Linked DNA regions of Mus musculus: region 2 is linked to region 1. A link is a contact called in public promoter capture Hi-C data. All regions are on one chromosome and are shown on one strand. The core of a region is the stretch at or near the end of the contact, and the rest is flanking DNA. Distances in the headings are between cores, read along the strand shown.

Region 1 (7,745 bases), core at 3,526-6,025:
ATATATGTATATATATGTGTGTGTGTGTATTACAAATCTTTCGACTTCTAAAATCTGTATCACTTCCTCAAAGCATATATTCCCCTGTGAATATGCAAATAAAATATTAATATAAATGTGTATATTCAGATACACATACATATATTACAATTTTTTTGTACCATGGGCTTGGGGAGATAGCTCAGTAGTTAAGAGCACTGGCTACTATTCCAGGGGACCTGAGTTCAGTTCTTTTCATTCACATGGTGATTCATAACCTGTAACTCCATTTCTAGGGGATTGAATGCCTTTGTAGGCACCAGGCATGCTAGCAGTGCCTACAGGTACATACAAACAAAACACTTATGCACATGGGAAAAAAACCAATATATACTATCTCACAAGTTGCCTTTAAAAAAATTTAACAGAGCCGGGCAGTGGTGGTGCATGCCTTTAATCCCAGCACTCGGGAGGCAGAGGCAGGCAGATTTCTGAGTTCGAGGCCAGCCTGGTCTACAGAGTGAGTTCCAGGACAGCCATGACTCCACAGAGAAACCCTGTCTCCAAAAGCCAAAAACAAACAAACAAACAAACAAAAATTTAACAGTATAGAATTTTTCTAGTCAGTACACAAATGTACCCCTCTCCCACTTCCAGCCTGGAGAACTGAATCTAGGACCTTGTGTGTTAGACAAGCACTCTAATGCTAAGCTAGACCCATAGCCCCTTCCTCTTCTTCCTCTTCCTCCTCCTCCTCCTCCTCCTCCTCCTGCTCCTTTGTTTGTTTTTGAGACAGGGTTTCTCTGTGTAGCCCTGGCTGTCCTGGAACTCACTTTGTAGACCAGGCTGGCCTCGAACTCAGAAATCCACCTGCCTCTGCCTCCCAAGTGCTGGGATTAAAGGCATGTGCCACCACCGCCTGGCCCTACCTCATTCTTCTTAATAACTTCCTAGTTACTTTATAATTTAGCAATTTCACCAGTGATTTATGTTTATAGATTTGCTATTATAAATAAAGCCACAAAAGATTAGTTATGTTCATTGTGTGGACTATCTATAGATGACCCATGGTAGAATTGACCAGGCAAGGGCTGGAGAGGTGGCTCTGTGGTTAAGAGCACTTGTTGCTCTTCTAGGAAACCTAAGTTCAATTCTGTGCAGCTCATAACCACTGTAACAACAGTTCCAAGGGATCAGCCACCCTTTTCTGTCTTTTTTATGTACCCACACATACATGCTGTTACTCAAGTAAGTGCACATATGCACATAAAATTGAAAAAAATAAAAAAAAATGGACTGGTCAAAAAAAATGTATATAAGTAATTCCATAGATGCCACCCATTCACTCTACTGGAACATTATGCCAAGGCTTACTCTCACAGTATGTATACTAAAGTTAAATGATCCAGGCCTTAGCATGGCTCCTGTGCAAAGATAAAATACTAGTTCATGAAGCAGTTCCTGTTTCTATAATAGAAGTGGCCTGGCCTTTTTGATACTCAAAAAGAAAGACATGGGGTCAGTGAGATGACCCAGCAGGCAAAGGCACTTGCCTCCAAGATTGGGACCTGAGTTCTGAGTTTGCTCCCTTGAGCGTACCTAGCAGAAAGAGAGAAATGGCTCCTGTAAGTTGTCCTCTGACGTCCACCTGTCCACATCAGCTCCTGCACCCAGAATAAATGAATGTCATTTATTTACAGTTTTACAAAAAGAAATCCTATGACTTTGTACTTTAATCAACATAGATAAGAGCCTCTGTTTCCCATGCCCTAATGGATGTTGCTCTTATTAAACTACTATGTAAAAAAAAAAACAAAAAAACAAAAAAAAAAACTGTGCCTGCGTTACATGCCCGTGACTATTATAAAAGCTGAGTTTCTCTTCTTGTTGGGTGTTTGTGTTTCTGCATCAGTGAATTTCCTGTCAACATTCTTAGTAGTAGCTATGGAGGGCTGTGGGCTTGAGCCAATAGATCCATCTGGTCAGGGGCTCACTGGCTCACCTTCACGCCTTTGGGCTTTACTGCCCATATGCAGAGGTCTAAAGCCCAGCTATGATAACTGGTGGTGCACGCCTTTGATCCCAGCACTAAAGAGTCAGTAGCAGGCAGATCTCTGAGTTTGAGGTCTTCCTGGTTTACAGAGCAAATTTCAAGATAGTCAGGGCTACACAGAGAAACCCTGTCTTAAAAAAAAACAAACAACAACAACAAAAATCAAAAACAAAACAAAAGAGAAAACAACAAAGGTCTAGACTTCATTTAGTCACATTGTGCTGGCTTGCACTAACCTTCAATATTAGTTGAATGGCAAAGGTTATGCCTTTGGAGGTGGAAGCAGCAGGCGGACCTCTTGTTCAAGGTCACCCCTTGGCTACTTGTTACATTTGAGGCTAGCATGGTAACAAAGGGCTACCTGTCCCTTCAAAAACAACAACAGAAAGAAAACTCTATATATCATATATGCTACAGGACTTGGAGTTGCCCATACAAATAGCTTTAATTTACTTTGGGAATATGTCAAATATATACTCGTTTGCGTATAATTAATTAGAAAATATGAGTGTATGCGAGGTGTGAGTGTCTGTATTTGTGGGAAATGCACGCTATGACACAGGTGGAGGTTGGAGAACCACTTTGTGGGTTCTGTGGATAATTCAGGTCACTGGCTTGGGTTTCAGATGACAAGTACCTTCAGCTGCTGCACTACTGAGGCAGCCCTTTGTGACCGTCTTGAGAGCTGTTGTGTGGCTGGGTGTCGTAAGAACATCTCCATGTGCGTGTAATCTGTCAGGTGCCATCTGTACTCTGGCTTCCCGCTCCTTTTGTGGTAGGTGCTATCATTGTGTCCACTTTACGGATGAGGAGGAGGCAGCGTTCAGTGTCTCTAAGTGACTTATCTCCAGCAGTAGAGGTGTCACCTTGTTGTCCCTATGTCTCTCCCTGACGGCCAAAGTCTGAGCTTTTTACTAGGTTTATTTACTTTGCTATGTATTTAGTAGGCACTTGGTACACACGTGTTTTCCAGCATCTTATCACAGAGATCGGCAAGCATTCAGAAAAGTTAAAGGATTTTACAGCTACTGAGCTTCCTAGATCCTGCACTCACCACTTCTCCCTCTTGTTTGTCACATTCTTCTTCTTTTTTTTTTTTTTTTTTTTTTTGCCCCAATAGCTCCAGCCCCACTCACTTCGACCATACTTATTTTATATATGTGGGTAAAATCACTGTCTCCAGACACAGCAGAAGACCGAATCAGATCCCTTTATAGATGGTTGTGAGCCACCATGTGGTTGCTGGGATTTGAACTTAGGACCTTCAGAAGGGCAATTAGAGCTCTTAACCACTGAGTCATCTCTCCAGCCCCTGTTTGTCACATTTTTACCCCTTGTCCATCTATGAAATTATATAAGAAGGTTGACATGTCCCAATGCCCAAGGAAACTTAAAGGGCTCAGCATGCTCCACTCGGTCCTGTAGCTTATAGTTACTAGCTAGAATTTGGCACTTGTTTACAGTTGTTTGGGGTTTTTGTTCTTGTTTTTGTTTTTTTGAGACAGGGTCTCACTGTTTAGCTCTGGCTGTTCTGGAACTCAGAAAGTCCCTTCATGCCCTTTCTCACACATTCCTGACCGTTAGTCCCCAGGGATATCCATTGCTCTGGCTTTTCTCACCATAGATTAGTTTTGCCTGCAATAAGTAGAATCATATAACCAGGTATAGTGGTAAATGCCTATAATCCCAGCACTCAGGTGGATCAGAGCCATCATCCTCTGCTACATAGTGAGTTCAAGTCCAGCCTGGTTATGAGACCCTAACTTGAAAAAGGAAAAATTAAAAAAGAAGAAGAAGAAGAAGAAGAAGAAGAAGAAGAAGAAGAAGAAATGATATTAATGTGTGTTTTTTTTCAATGGCTTCTTTCTCATTTCAAATGCTTTTGAGATCATTCTTTTTTTGGTTTTTTTGTTTGTTTGTTTGTTTTTTGAGACAGGGTTTCTCTGTGTAGCCCTGGCTGTCCTGGAACTCACTCTGTAGACCAGGCTGGCCTCGAACTTAGAAATCCGCCTGCCTCTGCCTCTGCCTCCTGAGTGCTGGGATTAAAGGCGTGCGCCACCACGCCCGGCCGAGATCATTCTTGTTCTATGAGTAGCACTCTGTTTTATGAATGTGGCTGCACATTTGCACTGAGTGGTCCTTGTCTTCTGTCTGTCCTAAAATGATAAAGCGGCTGATTGTACTTAAGACGACTGGGTCAGAGTAACTTACATACACACTTACCTTTCCTCCACTCAAAATTAGGAAAAGCTTCCTGGTCAGGGGAGTCAGGGAAAGAAGTCAGAATGATTACAAGGCTAAAGTCCCTGGAAGGAAGGGAGAGGGCAGGAGAGTAAGGGGCAGGGCAGGAGAACTGCAGCCTAGCCTGAGGTTCTGGGAGGTGGTGGTCTCAGCTGCTGGAGCCTTTCATCTGAGGACAGGAGCCACTGGCAAGTCCAAGGAATCTAAGAAGGGTATGGAACTCAGCTCTGTAGTAAACTCAGCACAGCCGAATGAGTTCAGCATCAGAGGCAGCTGCAGCTGAACCACAAAACTGGTTCCGGAGAGGGAGGGTGCAGGCAACCAGGTAGTGGTAGACGCTCAGCTCAGCAGAGATCGGATCTGCAGCCAGGCCTGGCCACATGGGGCTGGCAGTAGGGGAAGGCTGCTTTGTGAGCTGTGGAGATAATGGTAGCAGGACAAGGGTGGTAAGTGACTCACAGCGCAGCCTCCGAAGCCCCAGGCTTGTGATGAGAGACATCTTTGACAGAAAGTTAATAGTTAACTTGTGTCCACAGGAGAGTTGGACTGTTGGAATTTCAGAGCTGGAGGAGGTCTAGATCATTTAGTTCAACCTTGAGCAAAGTGACAGGCTCAAGGTCCCCTGGAGACCTGTGGCAAACCCAGGCCTAGATACAAGATCCTTAACAGTTTTAGTCAGAGCTGTCCCCTGTGGTGCTGTTTTGGTCCTGCCTGTTGCAGTGACAGTGAGGGACAGGCTTATGCCGAGAAGAGGGGTTTATGGAAAATTACTTTTAAGGGACCTTTGCAGCTCAGAGATCCTAGAATCCTCAGACTGTTTGTGCTCATTGATGGTGCTCTGGTGCTGAACCTACAGCCAAGCCAACATTGGGTAAAGACAGCATGGCAGACAGTAGGGTTTTCCGGAGTTGGCCAGGGGCTAAGATCCCGGTGTTTGTCTCCTCCTAAGTCTCCATTTGTCTTCATTTTCTATTCATCTTGACTATCTATGCCTTTAGTGCAGTGTGGGTAGTGACCAGCCAAAGATGCCACGGCCTGGATAGGCTGGATCTGTCTGTGCCTTATTCCCAGCCGCACTTGGGAGGAGACATTCCCCTTAGAGAGCAGAGCCGGTCCAGCACTCTCTCTCCACTCACGGGGTCTCACTGAGTCTAGATGCGGCTGACCAGGTGCTTAGTAGGGGTTTATGCTTCCTGTCTTCCAGCTTCCAGGGACTGTTCATTGGAACATTTAGAAGCACAAATTTTAGTTTCACCTAGGAGGAACTGAGGCTAGAGGAGATGGAGAGATAGCTTAGTTGGTAAAGTTGGACCTGAGTTTGTTCCCCATGACTCAAGCTAAAAAAACAAACAAGCAAACAAGCCAGCATTTGTGTGGTGGAGCACACCTTTAATGCCAGCACTCAGGAGGCAGAGGCAGAAGGATCTCTGAGTTCGAGGCCAGCCTGGTTTACAGATTGAGTTCCAGGACACCCGGAGCTCCACAGAGAACCCCCTGTCTAAAAGAAACAAAAAACAAGCAAGAGGTGGTGGTGGTGGTGGTGGTGGTGGTGGTGGTGGTGGTGGTGGTGGTGGTACCAGCTATAATCCCAGAGCTGGGGAAGCAAAGATCCCAGGTGGATCCCTGGGATTCAGTGGTCCGACATCATAGCCTATTCTATGAGCTTCAGGCTAGTGAAAGACCCTGCCTGAGGCTGACCTCTGATTTCCATATGCACACATACAGAAACTGATCTCAGAGAGGGAACCGGGTTCTTGCTACACTAGATATAAAGAGCTAGTTGACCTAACCAGATTTCTTTCTTTTTTTCAAAAAATTAGTTAATTTAAAAAATTTTTATGGTCATTGGTGTTTTGCCTGCATGCTTGTCTGTGTGAGATCCTTTGGAACTGGAGTTACAGGCAGTTGTGAGCTGCCATGTGGGTCCTAGAAATTGAACCTGGGTTCTCTGGAAGAGTGGCCAGTGTTCTTAATGGCTGAGCCATTTCTCCAGCTCCCTCACTAGATTTCTTACCCTTATGAATACATTCTGTCCTGGTTTGCCTTCCTCTGATGTGATAAACACCATGACCAAAAGCAACTTGGGGAAGAGTTTCCACAGTTCATCATGAAGGGAAGTCAGGGCAGACATTCAAGGCAGGAACCTGGAGGCAGGAACTGAAGTAGAGGCCATGGAGAAGAGCTGCTTACTGGCTTTCCCCCATAGCTCACTCAGCCTGATAATTACCACTTGGGGCCTCCTCCTGCCTGGAGTGGCATTGCCCATAGTGAGCTTGACACTCCCATATCAAACATTAATCAAGAAAATACCCTACAGGCTGATCTGGTGGGGGCATTTTCTTAATTGATAATTTCCCAGACAACTCTAGCTTGTGTTAAATTGACAAAAAACCCTAACCAGGGCATATTCTATCTCCAAAACTCTGCATCCCTGGAGACTAAGCATCTGAAATGCAGGCTGTGTTCTAAATGTAAAGTGCAGACCGGGGTCTTACTTACTCATTCATGTTGAGACCAGGTTTCTTTCTCTATGAAGTTCTGGCAGTTCTGGAGCTCACTGTGTGGACCAGGATAGCCCCGAACTCACAGAGATCTTTGTGCCTCCCGAGTGCCAGGATTAAAGGTATGAACCGTCATACTCAGCCTTGCTCTGGATTTTGGAAATGTAATATGGATGAGTTAGGAACGGTTGTGCATACCTGTAATCTCAGCCGCTCTCAGGAGGCAGAGGCAGAAAGGTTCTCCATGAGTTTGAGGCCAACCTGGTCTCTGTCCTGAGTTTCAGGTCTAGCCAGAACTGCATGAGACTATCTCTCAGAACAAAAAAGCAAAATAAATAAAATACACATGCGTGTGCGCACATGCACACGTGTCTATATATCAAAACAAAACAAAATACAGAAAATTAAATATAAAATAATTTATGTTTATAAATATTTTATGTAGATTACATGTTGAGATAACAGTTTGGATACATTGTAGTAAATGGAACCTTTTTTTTTAAAGATTTATTTATTTATTATATATAAGTACACTGTAGCTGTCCTCAGATACTCCAGAAGAGGGCATCAGATTTCGTTACGGATGGTTGTGAGCCACCATTTGGTTGCTGGGATTTGAACTCGGGACCTTCGGAAGAGCAATCGGCGCTCTTAACCACTGAGCCATCTCGCCAGCCCGTAAATGGAACTTAAGTTTATCTAGTTTGTTTTTTAAACAAAGTTTCTAGTTACTGGCCAAATTTGCCTTAAATTTAAGATCCTGTCTCAGCCTTCCAAGTACTTAGAATTGTAGGTATGTGTCACCCTGCCCAAATTCACCAATTTCTTTCTTTCTTTCTTTCTTTCTTTCTTTCTTTCTTTCTTTCTGTCTGTCTGTCTGTCTGTCTGTCTGTCTGTCTGTCTGTCTTTTTGAGACAGGGTTTCTCTGTGTAGCCCTGGCTGTCCTGGAACTCACTCTGTAGACCAGGCTG
Region 2 (7,096 bases), core at 4,482-6,981, 370 kb after region 1:
TCTCTTTTAGGGCTGGGACTAAAGGTGTGCACCACTTCTGCCTGCTTTCTGGCCGGTTTTTGAGACAGTGGCACTTATAGTTCTAGATGGCCTTGAACTCACAATGTAGCTCATGGTATAGCCAAGATGATGATCACAGATGCAACAACATAACATAGACAGCTTAAAACCTGGGATTTCCTACCTGCCTCTTAATTTATTGCCATATGTAGTATATACATACATATACTGAAGGTACGTTATGTGTTGACAGATTATTTCCTGCCTGTTTCTGTTATATTCATGGCTTGAAGAATAGGCTATCATTAGCTAGCAAGGGTTTTCATCATGGAGCAGAGGCACTGGACTGAGCACTTCACAAAAAGAGCCACATTTAGTTAGGGTGTTAGGTCCACTTTACAACTGTTTGTGCGTGGGAGGGGGGCTTGGGAGGAGGAGGAGAAGTATTGAGGGTAATGTCTTATATAAATGTCAGTATGGTGTCCAGGTGGCTATATGGCAGAGGCTGGCTTTGAACTCCTAATTCTCTTATCTCTACCTACCCCTACCATGTGTTGGGATTATAGTGTGCTATCACTCACCATACCTAGCTCTCTGTGGTTGTTAGTGTATTGTATGTGTTTTGTATTGTTCTTTGGGACTCTATCTATCCTTGGTGTCCTGAATATTGCTGTGTAGACCAGGGTGGCTTCTAACTCAGATCCACCTGCTTCTGCCTCCCAGGTGCTGGGATTAAAAGTATGTGCCACCACATCTGGCAGCTCTGGGCTTTTGTTGTTTGTTTGATTGGCTGGTTTGTTTTGTTTTTAACTTTATTAGCCTTTTTACCAGAGATTTTGTTCTTCTTTTTGTATTCCTAATATACACTATTTCCAGAGTACCACATAATAGGTTCTATGGCCTGGAACTCACAGAAATCCACCTGCCTCTGCCTCTCAAGTGCTGGGATAAAAAGCACATGCCACCGTGAGCACTCATGTAGAGATCTGGCCTCCAGCTAGCTATCATGGAAAATGTCCTTGAACCCCTTGTCCCCACCTCCTGAGTGCTGAGATCACAGGCGTCGGCTGTGAAACCTCACAACCCCCGTATGTCACTGTTACTGTGAAGGAGAAGAGCTTTCCTTAGAACAAGAGTCTGGCTCTTGATCGTAAAGCTTTTCTTTGCCTGACTGTTGGCCCCTGCCACTGTTGTCAGGGAGGTAGAGGGCCTTGTGCATGTTGGGCACGTTACAGCCCCTAGTCCTCCTTTTTCTTTCCCTCCCTCCATCCATCCCACCCTCTCTTTCTTCCATCCCGGTTTGCATATAGCTGGCATTGCAGGCCTGTATCACCAGCCCTTTCTTTGTGTGTCTTGTGACCAATGCTGACTGATGTCCCAGTGTCACCAGACCCAGCCCAGTGTACTTCTCCCTCTTCCTGTATTTATTGTTCAGTCACCTTGGAGAGGATGTCCCTAAGACCTGGCCTCAAAGCTTCGGCTAGCTAACTTGAGTTACAGTACAAAGTGCCGATCTGGGAAAAGTCATTTCCCCAATCTATATGAAAGTCAGTAATTTCCTTTACACCTTAAAAAACTATCCTACTATGTTTGGTGGCACAGTACTTCGAGTGGGGATGGGGAGGCAGAGCTAGATGGATCTCTGAGTACAAGGCTAGCCTGGTCTATGTAGCGAGTTCTGGGCCAACTAGAACTAGGGAGTGAGGTCCCATCTCAAAACAATAAAAATGAAACCATGGGCTGGCTTTCTCAACATGTAAATGTGCCTGCCATCAACTTGATGACCTGAGTTTGGTCCCAGGGACCCATGTGATAAGAGAGCTCCTGTGCTTGTCCTCTAACATCTACACATGTGGGCTCTTGCCTGCACACACACACACACACACACACACACACACACACACACACACAAAATGTAATAAAATAAAACCCCGAGGTGAGCATCACGGGGCAAGCTCATAATTCTACTACTTGGAAAGCTGAGCTCAGCAAGAGAATTTCAAGTTTGAGGGAAGACCCTGTGGCTTAGGTTGGTTGGTCGGTCGGTCGGTCTTGTGCATATTAGATAAGTACTGTAACCAACGTCCTCAGCCCAAATTGTGTAATAAAAGAGAGATGATAGTCAGGTGTGGTGGCCCATACCTCAGAAGGCAAAGACAGATGGATTTCTGTGAGTTCTAAGCCAGCTTGGTCTACATAATGAGTTCCAGGACAGCCAGGACTACATGATAGAAAGACCCTGTCTCAAAATACAAAACAATAAAAGACCTTTTTATATTGCAAGTAAAATAGTAAATGTGTTTTTGCATGTATGTGGTATCTGTGTGTGTGTGTAGGTCTGCTTGGGGTGTAAGTGTATACACGCATGTGCAGAGTGTGCAGTTTGATGTGTCTTTGTCACTTTGTTCAAGGCACTCACTCGGGACTTCCTGGTTTAGTTAATTTAGTGGCCAGCTTGTTCTGGGAATCTTTTCCTGAGTTCTGGGATTACAGATGGGCCACCACACCCACATTGCTTTTGCGTGGGGACTGGGGATGCAGACTCTAGTCCTCAAGGTATGGGGCAAGCTGTTTCTCTAGGCCCATATGTGAGTATTTGTACAGTGTAAATAACCAAAATGTTAAGTGTAAGTTTGATTTTGTTGGCAAAAATAAAATGACCTGGGGTAGAAAACTGGCTCAGTGGTTAAGAGCACTGCTCTTCCTCACTACTTGGGTTTGATGTCCAGCACCCACATGGTAGCTCAACCAGGGGGTGCAGCGCTCTCCTCTGCCCCTTAAGGGAACCAGGTACACTCAGTCATTACTTTGATCACTGTCACTGGCTCCTTCCTTCCTTTCTTTCCTTTCTCTTTCTTTCTTTTTCTTCTTTTTTCTTTTTGCCCCGCCTGCCCTGGAACTCTCCGTAGATGAGGCTAGACTCTGCCGCCTAGGTCCTGGGTTTAAAGGAGTGTGCTACCATGATTACCTGTCAGTTTTTCTTTATTTTGGGAAGAGGGAGGAATACAAGTCTCAGTAATCCTCCTGCCTCACTGTCTCCCAGATGCTGGGATGCCAGGCGTGTGTCACCACACCTGATTTACATTTACTCTTTCTCTCCGCTCCTGTGACTAAAACAAAAAACCATCAACTCTCATGGAGGGAAGTCAGGACAGGAACCTGGCAACAGGAGCTGATGCAAGGCCATAGAGAAGTGCTGCTTACTGGCTTGCCAGAGCGGCTTGCTCAGCCTGCTTTCTTTTTTTATTTTATTTTATTTTTTTTTTTTGTTTTTTATTTTTTGGTTTTTCGAGACAGGGTTTCTCTGTGCAGCTCTGGCTGTCCTGGAACTCACTCTGTAGACCAGGCTGGCCTCGAACTCATAAATCCACCTGCCTCTGCCTCCCAAGTGCTGGGATTAAAGGCGTGCGCCACCACGTCCGGCTCAGCCTGCTTTCTTGTGCAGTCCAGAACTACCTGCCCAGGGGTGACACTGTGCACTGTGGGCTGAGCCTGCCCTCACACATCAATTATTAACCAAGCAAGTGTCCCGTAGACTTGCCTATAGACCAATCTTATGGAGACACTTTCTCACTTAAGATTTCATCTCTTGTGTCCTTCTTTGTTGTTTTGATAGACAGCTTTTTTATGTGCACTGAGAATCAGTGTTACTAACTAGCAAAAATACAAGTTTATAAATGCCTCTGGAGATTCTTATAAACCAGCAGTATACTTGGTGAAACACTTAACACAGTAAGGAAGATGCCTGTTTGCTGGAACTTCATCAAAGTATATGACGATGCTTTAGGCTCAGAAACGTGGCTATACACAACGTCAAACTGGCATCTAGACTTGTTTCCGAGTAACGCCTTGTGATTTATGTCCTTAGAATAGAACAAGCTTTCACAGTGACCTTAACTTTTCTGTCATCCTTCACACTTGAAAGTCATGTTCTAGACTGGATTAGAAGCTGTCCTTTTTGGTGCAGCATCTGGGGCAAGAGGGTGGTTGTCCTAGGGAATTTTGGCTATTTGTACCTTTGTGGTAGGTTGAAGAGATGGCTCAGTGGTTAAGAGCACTGACTGCTCTTCCAGAGGTTCTGAGTTCAAATCCCAGCAACCACATGGTGGCTCCCAACCATCTGTAATGGGATCAATGCCCTCTTCTGTTTGTACTTTTTGTACATTGTGAGGAGAAAGGGATAGAAAAGTGCACCTCAACGTAGCTGCTCTCCAAACACATGCTTTGCCAGGCCCTCTGCTGCTAAGCTTGTAAAACCTCCTTTTCCTGTGTTAGGACTGCAGTCTGTAGATTACCTAGACCAGCTGTATTGAGGAGCATTTTTTTCCTCTTAAGAGATAGTGTCTTGGTATGTAGCCAGGCTAGCCTTGAACTCAAAACAGTTCTTCTGCCTTGACTTTGTAGTGCTGGAATTATAGAGGCTGTGCCATACCAACTTCCATGAAAACTGTATGCAGTCTAAAGAGATGCCCCAGTGGTTATTTCTCCAGAGAATCATTTCCTAGCACGAATGTCAGGCATCTCACAACTGCCTGTAATTCCAGAACTGGGAGGTCTAATGCCTCTGCCTTTTGGAGCACCCATACTTAACATACATGCACGCACACGCACATACCACACACCACACACACACATGCACCCACACACAGAGCTTAAAGACAATGTGTCTGCCATCTGACCTGCTTTGCCTTTATTTAATACAGGGCCTATTAAAGACTATAGGATGGGCTGGAGAGGTGGCTCAGCTCTTGAGAGCACTGACTGCTCTTCCAGAGGTCCTGAGTTCAGTTCCCAGCAACCACATGGTGGCTCACAGCCATCTGTAATGGGATCAGATGCCCTCTTCTGGTGTGTCTGAAGACAGCTACAGTGTAGTCATATACATAAAATAAATAAATCTTTTAAAAAAAAAAAAAAGCTTTAGGAGCCATATATAGTGTCACAAACCTTTAATGTGCATGGAGACAGAAACAGGCAGGTCTCCGTGAGTTCAAGGCCCACTAGTGCTGCACAGTGAGACCCTGTTCAAAAACAAAACAAAAAAGTCTAAATAACCTAAACTTTAAAACCTTTTTATTTTTATTATTTCTATAGGTGAGTCAGAATTACTAATATCAGTCATTAGTTAAGGGGTGAAGTTTTCCTAGCAGACCTGAGGCCTTGTAGATGAATGATCTTTCTTTTTTTTTTTTTTTTAAATTTATTTATTTTTATTATATGTAAGTACACTGTAGTTGTCTTCAGACACTCCAGAAGAGGGAGTCAGATCTCATTACGGATGGTTGTGAGCCACCATGTGGTTGCTGGGATTTGAACTTCGGACCTTCGGAAGAACAGTCGGGTGCTCTTACCCACTGAGCCATCTCACCAGCCCGAATGATCTTTCCAACATTAATTATAAAACTGAAGAGACAGGCAAGCTACTCAGCCTCAGTTTCCCCAGGGGATGATTTTTTTCTGCTATCTGGCAGCTTTTTGTGCCATCGTTTGGGACTGGGGACTGGGTGTTTCTAGTCTTGTTCTGGTGTCAGGGCAATGCTGGCCTCGTGCAGTACGTTTGAAGCATTTTCTCTAACGTTTTTTGAAGAGTTTGAGAGGATTGGTGCTAGCTGTTCATTAGGTGTTCAGTAGCTTTCTCCTGGTCTCTGTTCTCATTGTCTTGCTCTGGGCACAAACTCAGATACTTATGGGCGGGCAAGTCCTGGCCAGGCTGACAACTCTGTTTTGTTATGTGATTAAGCTCAGAGGTCACTCCTCTCATGTAGGTCACCTCAAATGGCCTTGGCCATTCCTGACAGGGTTTTCAGAATGCAAGCCTGTTATGTAACATAAAACAGACCAGACATAAGGAAAGTCTGGGTTAACTCCATGCAACTGTAGATTACTTGTGTTTTCTAGGGACACTCCTAATTAAAATAAGAAACAAATGATACTTTCCAATAGAGTGTATAAAACCAGCACATATACCATGGCAGAGAGCCCTCTCTCTTAACTGATTCAACTCAGTAATAGTAGTAACCGTGCCAACAGAGAAATGGGAGAGTACCTGCCTGGCCAAACTGACAACCAGAGCTCAGTAGTCAGAGTGAAAAGAGGGCACTACACACACTCCAGACTTGGCCTCTGATTCCCACAGTGCACTGTGACATGTGCGCACATCACACACACACACCAATAATAATGATTACAGTTTAAAAATAGGGGCTGGAGAGATGGCTCAGTGGTTTAGAGCACTGACTGTTCTTCCAAAGGTCAAAGGTCGTGATTCAATTCCCAGCAACCACATGGTGGCTCACAACTATCTATAAAGGGATCTGATACCCTCTTTTGGGGTCTGTCTGAAGACAGTGACAGTGTACTCACATACATAAAATAAACCTTATTTTTCTGTACTTGGGTACTTTTGCTTGCCTGTATGTATATCTCTGAAACATATGTTTGCAGTGCTGTGGAGGTCAGACAGGGCATCAGCTCCCCTGGAGTTGGAGTTACAAATAATTGTGAGCTGCCATGTGAGTGATGGCAACCAAACCCAGTCCTCTGTAAGAGCAGCCACTGATCTCAACCTCTGAGCCAGCTCTCAGCCCCCTTTAAAATACGCACTCACCATGTCATTAAACTGTGAGAGTGTCACCCCCAAAATGTCCTAAGGCCCTAGGTTAAAGTGTTACTATCATTTAGAAATATAAGCCAGTATTTTTTGTTTGTTTGTTTTTTGTTTTTGGTGTTGTTGTTGTTGTTATTTCTTTTTTGAGACAGGGTTTCTCTGTGTAGCCCTGGCTGTCCTGGAACTCACTCTGTAGACCAGGCTGGCCTCGAACTCAGAAATCCGCCTGCCGATTATTAGACATCTTTTGTGTGACTAATCTCGTCCCCGACTCTGTAGTTTAGAAGGATGATGAAGACAAATCTTTTTAGGAAATCCACCCCAGATTAAAAGATTAAAATGTTGGGCTAGAGAAGTGGCTTCATGCTTAAGAACATGTATTGCTCCTGTACAAAACCCCAATTCAGTCCCTAGCATCTACATGGGACTCACAACAGCCTTTAACTCCAGTTCCAGAAGACCGCTGGGATATAATATATAATAACCCTA

Evidence for each region. Promoter capture Hi-C pulls out the DNA fragments that hold promoters and counts their contacts.
Region 2: a contact with region 1 is called in a promoter capture Hi-C map of liver, with 1.6 times the contacts expected there. The contact joins two enhancer-like sites. A contact is called at or near these places in 2 of 39 promoter capture datasets (liver and pre-B cells), 1 of 115 datasets of contacts at active chromatin or transcription factors (pancreatic cancer cells) and 1 of 9 other capture datasets (adipose tissue).

Annotation. Positions count from the first base shown.
Region 1 is chr11:77,767,741-77,775,485 of GRCm38.p6, forward strand. It overlaps a transcript of Myo18a not described here. Among named protein-coding and RNA genes, the nearest start is that of Myo18a, 5.6 kb to the right of the region's middle. Within about 2 kb of position 4,776, at least 64 of the 459 cell types and tissues checked have an H3K27ac peak or open chromatin away from gene starts, as enhancers often do. A contact at or near this core is called in liver, where this site is marked.
Region 2 is chr11:78,132,055-78,139,150 of GRCm38.p6, forward strand. All of the region lies in intron 1 of Fam222b (family with sequence similarity 222, member B), which reads left to right. Among named protein-coding and RNA genes, the nearest start is that of Traf4, 30 kb to the right of the region's middle. Within about 2 kb of position 5,732, at least 11 of the 459 cell types and tissues checked have an H3K27ac peak or open chromatin away from gene starts, as enhancers often do. A contact at or near this core is called in liver, where this site is marked.